Linked DNA regions of Mus musculus: regions 2 and 3 are each linked to region 1. Evidence: chromatin contacts called from public Hi-C data. All regions are on one chromosome and are shown on one strand. The core of a region is the stretch at or near the end of the contact, and the rest is flanking DNA. Distances in the headings are between cores, read along the strand shown. Region 1 holds the start of Map3k7 (mitogen-activated protein kinase kinase kinase 7). Region 2 holds the start of C9orf72 (C9orf72, member of C9orf72-SMCR8 complex). Region 3 holds the start of Epha7 (Eph receptor A7).

The links. Hi-C and Micro-C count contacts between places; a contact is called where the count stands out from the background.
Region 2: a contact with region 1 is called in a Hi-C map of rod photoreceptor, with 5 times the contacts expected there. The contact joins the promoter of C9orf72 here to the promoter of Map3k7 in region 1. A contact is called at or near these places in 2 of 484 Hi-C or Micro-C datasets (CD4 T cells and rod photoreceptor).
Region 3: a contact with region 1 is called in a Hi-C map of uterus, with 4 times the contacts expected there. The contact joins the promoter of Epha7 here to the promoter of Map3k7 in region 1. A contact is called at or near these places in 4 of 39 promoter capture datasets (cranial neural crest, frontonasal cranial neural crest, maxillary cranial neural crest and 1 more) and 5 of 484 Hi-C or Micro-C datasets (LSK cells, cardiomyocytes, hematopoietic stem and progenitor cells and 2 more).

Annotation. Positions count from the first base shown.
Region 1 is chr4:31,962,461-31,965,592 of GRCm38.p6, reverse strand. It overlaps Map3k7 (mitogen-activated protein kinase kinase kinase 7), which reads right to left and starts at 1,486. Exons shown (of 16, transcript NM_172688.3): 1 at 1,211-1,486. The coding sequence starts at 1,330.
Region 2 is chr4:35,224,147-35,227,278 of GRCm38.p6, reverse strand. It overlaps C9orf72 (C9orf72, member of C9orf72-SMCR8 complex), which reads left to right and starts at 1,443. Exons shown (of 11, transcript NM_001081343.2): 1 at 1,443-1,491.
Region 3 is chr4:28,811,555-28,814,686 of GRCm38.p6, reverse strand. It overlaps Epha7 (Eph receptor A7), which reads right to left and starts at 1,556. Exons shown (of 17, transcript NM_010141.4): 1 at 1,207-1,556. The coding sequence starts at 1,303.

The DNA.
Region 1 (3,132 bases), core at 237-2,736:
AAAGCAGGTCACCCTTCCTGTCTGGAACTTTGCTTCCTAACAATATGTCAGGCACTATATTGGATTTTCTGCACACACTGCTTAACTGGATTTGTCACACTGATAAAGTAGCAATCACTCCCATCTTACAGTTAAGGAAACGAACACACAGAAAGCAGTAGGAAACCAAGTCCCACAGTGCTCTGTCTATCTCTGAAGCGTCTTCCTCTGTCTCAAACCTTCCCCTATCCAGCACACTTTTTCTAAGATAATCATGCTCTCAATGAACACACTCATCTCTGGTTAGTTTTTGTGATACAAAGATATGACTTAGTAGTCCTCTAAGGTAAAGATGTATTTATTGATTGTTAATTTGCTTGCATCTTTTAACTCCTTACTATAATACTTTAAAAATGAAGAAAAGACAACTCAGTCTAGCTATAAAAAACCCACACATTAAGGCACAGAAAATGCACAGTGCTCTTAAAAAACGGTTAAACTCATAGAAACTGCGTGAACGCGTTTCTAACCAAAGCTTCAACGAGTTCTAAACGGCATTTTGAATATATGTACAGATTTTTTCCTCTTCAGTAAATATTAAGACTCTTAGAAGTCACTGGCCCCACTGTGAATCTGAAAATAGGCGATGAAGTGAAGACACTCTTCCACCTGAACATTGAATTTATTCGGTTTTTCTAACAGCGATTTCTGGTGTAGCGTAATATTCTGACTGTCACCATAATCACTACTTGCCTCTTCAGACTATGCTACTTGAAACATGTTTTCATAACAGACTTAACGTTACTAGAGATTGAAATTCATCTACAGAGCCCAATAGAAGGTAGAACTACCTACGGTATCAGAGAAAGAAGAATCCGGGACCAGGGGAAGCACCGTGAGACGTTCGACGTTCTCTTTACCAGCCTGTCCCAAGCATCCTTTCGTGTCACACACTGCGCTAGAAGTCACACAGACAGACAAGACAGACATACAGACAGACAGACAGACACACACACACACACTATCCTGGACTCTAACACCACTACCAGCGAGCTGAAATCCCGCGGCCACCAAACTTTGCTCAATCTATTTACGGATAATTGAACTGCCGACCACATAAGAATCAGGTAGAGAATCACAGATTCAGACTCAACCCCCGAAGCCCATGGGGAAGCCGCCTCCCGCCCGGGATCCCAGGCGGCGCGGGGCAGCAGGTCTCGGCCTCGCTCACCTCTTCCACCTCGATCTCCTTGTAGTCGATCTCTTCGAAGTTCAGGACCTGCGACGGCGCTTCGATCATCTCACTGGCAGAAGACGAGGAGGAGGACGAGGCGGCGGAGGCTGTCGACATGATCCCCCGCGGCGCCCGGGGGGCCGCGCCCGCCCTCCGGCTCGCGCAGCGCCCTTCAGCCCGGAGCCCCGCAGCCCCGCCGCCCGGCGCTCCGTGGCGCGGGACCGACCCGGGCCACCGCCGAGTCCCGGCTTCGGCTCCTCAGCGCTTTCCGTCGCCGGGCCCCGCCCACCACACTTCCAGTTCCGGTTTGAACTCGGAACTGGGAGGGAGGAGGCGCGCCTGCCGGACCCGAGCGGGGAATTTCCTGACCCGGGGAGCGAGTGAGGGAGAAGCCGGGGTAGGGGCGGAGTGGAGGAGGGCGAGCGCGGAGCCGTGGGCCCGAGGAACAGGTTTCGCGAGACTTTTGCGAAAGGGCCTCGGCGGCAGGAGGATACCGCGAGACTGGACGCCGTGACGTAGTAAATGTGCGCGATCGGAACTGGCGCGGAGCGAGCCCGAAGGCGGACCGGTTGGTCCTGCGGGATCCAGCGGGAAAGATGAACTCCGTCGCTTTCTGCCTGTTTCTTTTGAGCCGCGTCGTGCCTTCCCCTGCTCTGTGCTGGGCGGTCTGCGGTCAGGCAGCCTAGGGTTTGTCTTGTGCTCATTGGGCACCTCTTCATGTCGGGTTTTCAGCCGTGAGCCCGTTACTTTTTTAAGCGGAACCCCGAGCTGGCGAGGGGGTTCGGGAGCAGCGGTTAGCGCGCGCCATCGGGGGGAGCACCGTGACGCGTGAGCGCTCACTAATGGAAGTTAGCATCGTAGAGAGACACCAGTGGCGTTTTACACACTTCCTAAGGCAGTTCAGATGGCTTCGCTTTGTCACCTTCCCGAGGCTGTCGTCCACAACAGCCCCGAGGGTTTGGTTTGAGAATCCGTGGACACACCAAGACGACGGATTTTAAGAGGAGCCACTATGCCTCAGAGCTATAAGGAGAGTCACGCTTCATTGTCCTTAATGTTTATGTACAGCATTTTGGCGACCTTTGAGGACATTGTCTTTGAAGGACTAATGTCTCTGAAGGATTGTTGAGTTTAAGGGAGATCATAGGGTGGTTCCTGAAGACTACCCAACAAGATTAGGATTGCTACGGTAAAGCCCCATATTCCGGGGTTACTAGAGTTAAGATAACTTAATTGGAAACAAAGTTAATAGTCTAATGTCTAGGAAAGGACGAAGGGCACAGGCTTGAACCTTAGGCAAAGATCCACTGCTAGTTTAACCTAAGATACCTTTATAGGAAGGAATGTTGCCTTTGTGTCGGCAGTCTTCATAGCAAATGTTGGTTGTACTGAGATTATTTATTTATTTATTTTTAACCCGATGAGGAGTTTCAACTTCGAATAAGGGGCACCTTTCCCTATTTATGGTCTCATAGCTTTTCCTTTCCTGCCTTTAATGCTAGTGCTGTATGCTTACTAAATACTCAGCAGTAGCATGGCAATTCAAGTTTGAGTGTCACAAGTTAGGTCAGAGAACCCCAAGATGGAAGGTATTGCCCATGTTGTATGACCAACACGATTTTAAATTTAAGCTAGGTGCTGAGTTTTAGTTGATTTGACTGGAAACCAGTGGAACCATTGGAGTTAAAATTAGTGACCAAGGATGCGCTCTTGAGAATGTCAAGTCCTGCGCTTCCTAACAGGCTGAAAGGAGGGGAGAGAGAGGGATCCCAATTTCACTACACGGGAGCTTTCTCATAGAACAACAATCTAGGATAATGTAAAAAAAAAAGAGTAAATTGAACATGTTTGCAAGTAGATCATTGTATTTGACAGGAAGCTACTGTGAGCTACCATTCTCATTTTGTAAGTCATAGTCA
Region 2 (3,132 bases), core at 194-2,693, 3.3 Mb before region 1:
TGGAATCACAGAAAACTGACCCAATCAATTACATTGATAGCTCTGGCTTACTACAGACAAGCAAATTATCTTAAGTGTGCATGCATGCGCGTGTATGTGTGTTAGTACCTAACACCCACCTGGGAACTTTTCAGCTTTTCAGTGTGGGATATAGTATAAACGTCTATTCCTCGTGTTGTGGATTAGCTGACTGGCCTCACTCAGCTGCCTTCCTTACCTGCAAACTCACCCACTTTGACTACAGCATCGCACTCTTAACCCTAGCCTTCCAAACATGGTCCTATGCTATTTCTGTGTGTCTGGATGTATTTTTAACTCTCAGATGTATACTTCATTTATGAGATATACATCTGAAGACCACGGTACAAAACACTGTAAGAACTTGATAGAATGACAACTGCTAGGTAAAAAAAAAAAAAAAAAAAAAAAAAAAAAAAAAAAAAAGCATACAATACCTGGTGAGAGTTCTATTTTTACCGAAGGTGGTATTGATAGGTATTCTGTTATTAATGCCTTTCTTTTCCCTATAAATGATGAAAAGTTGCTGGAAAATAATAAACACTACTCATCTGTAGTGAAAAGCCACAATACAGTTACAAACCAATCAATCAATCAATAAATCAGACGTCATGGTGTTCTTTTCCCAAAGGTTAAAAAACAAAGTGCACTGTGCTATTTGGCAAAAATGACGTTTAGAAGAAAACACGGTGACTACGCACAGAGGGTGGGGGAATCATTGTGCTTGTTGCGGAGTGAACACGTACAGTGTGCACGCAGACTTACGGCATTTAACCGTGTCATAGGGACCAAAGGAAATCCACTCACTCACTAAATATTTGTTGAGCACCCACTACCTGCCAACTCCCAAACAAAACAAAGCAAAACTACTTACAACCACAAACTACGCTTCGTAACCTAGATAGATAACGCAGGTGACACTATCTATCTAGGTTGAGCTCAGCTCTGCCCATGCTTTTCCTGAGCGGCTCTTGGAAGAAAAGCTACAAAGCCCATGACAGCCTCCGCCTGGCCAGCTGCCACTGGCATCTCAAGGCTGGCAAAGCAAAGTGAAAGCGCCAACCCGGAACTTACGGAGTCCCACGAGGGAACCGCGGCGCGTCAAGCAGAGACGAGTTCCGCCCACGTGAAAGATGGCGTTTGTAGTGACAGCCATCCCAATTGCCCTTTCCTTCTAGGTGGAAAGTGGTGTCTAGACAGTCCAGGGAGGGTGTGCGAGGGAGGTGCGTTTTGGTTGCCTCAGCTCGCAACTTAACTCCACAACGGTGACCAAGGACAAAAGAAGGAAACAAGACTGCAGAGATCCGCACCGGGGAGCCCTGCAGATTCTGGGTCTGCTGTGGACTGGGGGCGGGACTGCGACTGGGCGGGCCTGGGGGCGTGTCCGGGGCGGGGCGGTCCCGGGGCGGGGCCCGGAGCGGGCTGCGGTTGCGGTCCCTGCGCCGGCGGTGAAGGCGCAGCAGCGGCGAGTGGGTGAGTGAGACGCGCGGGCGGAGGGGGGCTGCTGCCACGGTCGGCTCGCGGGCCGGCCGGCTCCGGGTACCAGCGGGGTTTTTTTCTCCTTCGAGGTGAACTCCTCCCTGTCCCCCGGGCGAAAGAGCCCTTGGCCTTGCAGGAGTTGCGGGGGCCGCGGCGGTGCGGAGGGGATGGGGATGGGCCTCATCTTTGCTGTCCGCCCGCGCTCCCCGATCCCGACCCGGAGCGTCTCCCGGGCCCTTGAGGGAACCCTCCGGGAGTACGGCGAGCGCGGCCCCCACCGCCACAAGCCTGGGCCCCAGGGGCCTGGCCCGGCGACAGCTGGTGGGTCCTGCGACCCAGTCAGGTCTCCCGAGGGTCCCCGCCCGGGAGGAGAAAGCGCCGGTGGGATGGAGTAAGGACGGACAGAACAACACGCAGGCAGGATTTCGCAGAAGTTTGCAAGGAGTGCGGATGCCCACTTACATGGGCTGCTACTCTTACCAGGTTGTTCCCCAGTTCTGTGGGACGTGACCTGGTTGCCTCACAGCTCCGCGGTTGTACAGACTTATTAAAGGAAGTGACCATTGTGACTTGGGCATCACTTGACTGATGGTAATCAGTTGCAGAGAGAGAAGTGCACTGATTAAGTCTGTCCACACAGGGTCTGTCTGGCCAGGAGTGCATTTGCCTGGGAGGGATTGGTTGCGCTTTCTGGTGTGGGGACTATTAGGCTCTTGTAGAGTTTTGTCCCGGCAGATGGATAAATTTCTTGTTACACTGTTCCCGTTCGTCACCAGTTGAGAAAAACGGGTACACAGTCTGTCTCAGTAGTACTTTTACTTTATATTAAGGGCCCAAAAGGGACTGGAAAATACTTTAAGATAGAATCGTTAGTCCACTTGGAAAACTTAAAATATGAGAGAGAGAGGGGGGGGGGAGAGAGAGAGAGAGAGAGAGAGAGAAAGGAAGGAAGAAGGAGGAAGAGGAGGAGGAAAGAGATTGAGATTATGTTAATAATATGGAATCAGAATATTTGAAATATAGTAAGCGTCCCCTCAGTTAAAGAGGACATTCCAGGAGGCCCCCAGTATAGCCTGAAATCTCAGGAAACGCCTACATACACCCATCGTGTGGATATAGGTGTTTTCCCTTCATTACATTTCATACACAGATGTTAAAGTTTAGAAAGTAGGCACAATAAGAGATTACAAATAACTGATAATAAAGTCGAGCCATTGCAGCTGCTCTGTAAAAGTCCTGTGAATGTGATCGCTTTGTGTTTCAAAGTAACTTACTGTACTTCACCCCTGTTAAGCAAAACAAGATTCACCTGAACGCAGGCACCTTGGTACCTTGGCAGACACCAGATCTGATAACCAAGAGGATGGAGAAGTAGTGGCAGACAGTGTGGAGAGCATGAATATGCTAGACAAAAGGGTGAATCATAACCTAGGAGCAGAAAGCAGGTATTTCATCATCCTCCACAGTAAAAACCTATGTCACGTAAAAAACCTACAAGTAGTTTTTCTTTTACTCTTTTTGAATGAAAGCTTGCTACAGGCACTGAAAGTTAAAATAATCTGTGGATCAGGAGGAACAGGGGTTTTCTGTCTGAGTCACTGCTGACTAGCACCTCAGTGACCATTGGCACTGTGG
Region 3 (3,132 bases), core at 307-2,806, 3.2 Mb after region 1:
TCAGCGTCAACACAGACTGCAGATGTGCAAAGTGGGGCCAGAAGGTCAGGCTGTTCCAAAGTAGGGTACTGTACCGGGTTGGGGATGTTGAGTTAACGAAGAAGGGTGGACGAAGAGAATAAAGAAAAGCCGCGTGAAATCTTAAGTTTTAGGAATAAAAGAATCGAGGACCAGTATGCCCCCTCCCTTTAGTACTGCTATGACCTAAATCTAACAGATCTCTCGCCCTCCACACCCCCGAACAGGCTTCTAAAGTATCCAAGAAATCAACCTTAGAAACGCAAGCTTGTCAGATGAGGTACCGGTATTGTGACACTGCTTAGCAGCAAGACACTTCCTTTGACAGGATTTATTTTTCCCCAGCTCCAACTACAGGCACCAAAAGGTATTTTACCTTTTGCCAATGGTTCAAAGGAGACGCAGGGAAAAATACCCACGTACAGGCGTATCCTGTGGTCAAAAGAAGCCTCCCCTCGCGTACCAGAACTCGTCCCCAGAGGCCAGGACTGGCTACTTGGACTCCCGGAGTACCGGACCTGGGCCAAGTGACGGGAGACTTCTCACTCGGTGGCCTCTCCGTGCAAACTGCCGGCTGCGGCCAGTCCTCCCGGCGGCGGGTCGAGCCCGAGCCCCGCGCGCTGCCTCCCCTCGCGGCCGCATTGTTTCGAGCGGCAGCCGAGCGCCCACCGCAGGCCCGCGCCGCTGCCGCCGCCGCCGCCGCCGCCGCCGCAGTGAGCGAGTCGGCGGGAGCCCGAGCGCTCGCAGCCACGGAAGTCTCGGCTCCTCCGGGGAGGCTGGGGGCGACGCGGAGCTCCACTCCCCAGGTTTCGAACCAACTCTCACTGTGGCGTCCACGGCAGGCCGACCGCAAGAGAAGGAGCAAACGCGGCGGTTGGAGCTGAAGACCCGAGATGCCGGATGCAAAGGAGCTCGCTCGCCCTTCAGCCTCGCCACCATGGCCCCCCGAGCTGCCCGGCTGCAGAGCGCGCGCCAGTCCCCGGCCACCCCTTGGAGCTCCGGGGCCCCGACTAGTCCCGGCCGGTCGCCTCTGGTCGATTGGAACTGAGGGCGGGGAGGGGGCGGGGGGTCGAGGGAGGGTCGCCCGGCGCCGGAGGCGCGGCGGCCAGCGCCGCGGACCCGTCGGCTCGTGCAGGTAGACAGCGAAATAAATAAGTCAGAACAAACTTTGCTTTCCTCTGGCCTTACCTTCCTTCGCAGCCTGCGCCTCCCCCGTGTGTGCAAAGCCAAGCAGCCAGATGTAACACAAAATAATCCACGAAGGGAACCGAGTTTGAACAACCATGGTGCATGAGCAGGTTTGATTTTTTTAGGCTGCAGTTGGGTCGCAGCTCTTTAGATGCTGTTTGCTCCGAAGTGGGTTATTATTGTTGTTATTATTGCGCTCCTCGCATCGATCCCCTTCTGGGTCCCAGGCCGTCTGCTCCACGCTTAGCTGTTTGATTTCTCTCTCCCCCCTCCGGTTCGTTCGCACCGTGTTTGCTGCCTGCAAGTCTCCGACTGCAGACCGGCCGCTTGCTCCACACTCCAATAATATCAATTAGGGGGGAGGAGGCGGGGCTACGAACCCAGAGCCTCCGCCACTCCGACTGAGTGGCAGCCGCAGCCCGCCTGCTAGGCGGCGATTCCCACGGCCGGGGGGCGGGTCCCTACGAAGTGGCCGCCTCTACCTTGGAGGCGGGGTCCTGAGCAGGAGCCAATCAACGCCGAGCGGAGTCGGGTTGCGAGTCCAGGATTCCCTCCCAGATCGGTTGCCGGGAAAGCGGGGACGAGCCGCGTTAGGCCAGCGGCGTGCAGTCGGGAGCACTTGGCTTTTAGCTACTGCAGCTTCACTGAGCTGAATAAACCCGAGAATAACTCTCCCGTCTTACACTCCTGTATATAGCAGTGCTGCTCAACGTCTTCTAGACGGCATAGGCGAAACAAGCCTTCCCTCAACTACCAATCACCGACCCCGACCCGGACAGTGAAACTGAGCTATGCTTTTAGAACGCCTTTTACTTTTTTGTTAGCAGCCTCAGCAGGTCGGATAACTTTGGTTTTCTGCCTTTTTTCTTTCTTTCTTTTCTTTTCCTCTCTTTTGTTTTCAAAAGTTTGAACTTCTGTTCTGTAACTCGAGAGGCATGTTTAACTACTACTCCCCTATCTCTGGAAAAATAAAATTAATCAAAAGTGCCCCCCGCCCCCCAAAAGAAAACCTTTCAATGTTTGCCTGAGTTCACAACAACCTATGACAAAAGAAACAGGGAAAGTGGGGCTGGAGAAAGGAAGTCTTTTGTTTTATGCTCGCCTCTTCTCTCCTTCTATCTTCAGTTTCTTCTCAGGCAAAATAGGACCTTAGAAAACGTTTCTTGTCGTTTTTACTTACATGCTTCTCATTTTCTGGGGTCTTTCATAGGTTGCTCTACTTGAATTGTTTCCCATTTCGCTGTGTAAATAACATTCAGTTCTAAAGAAAGCCGCCAGGTACTAAATTCACATAGCCATTCCTTCTACTTGGGCAAACATTTACTATTTTCTGTAGTTAGTCCATAATTATTCTGTAATTATCTTTCTAAAAAAAGCTAAGACTAAAAATGTAACCAACATTTCCACTTGAATTCACCCAATCCTAGCTACAAGAAAAAAGTGTGTGGAGAAATCTGTTTTCCATTAGGCAGTTTTGCACACTTTGCAAGCAAGAGGTGGTTGACATTGTAAAATGAAAATCTTAAAAATGTAATGGCCAAATCATCTATGTCAAGGGTCACACTGAGTAGATAAGTACGTCATATTTTAAGATGGATTTTCCTTTTATTGTTCTATATTTTTAAAGAAAAGGAAAGAAAAATAAACACTCATTGATGATCAGCCTTTATTTCTGATGGACAAAAAGTTCAACCTCGGACTTCCTGGTTGACCTCTGGAAATGTGTGCTGGTTTCTCTCTGATATGTACAGGAGGGATAGTGTAGATAAAAAGAGATTACAGCCCCCAGATTCTTTTCTATTTTTACGGTTTTCTTCTGTTGTTTAACTTGCCTAATATAATTATACCAAAGAAAGAAATGAAGTTTTCCTTCTTTTCCAATCACGTCGCTTCTGTAGTTTATGTATTAAATTTTACGTATTGCTA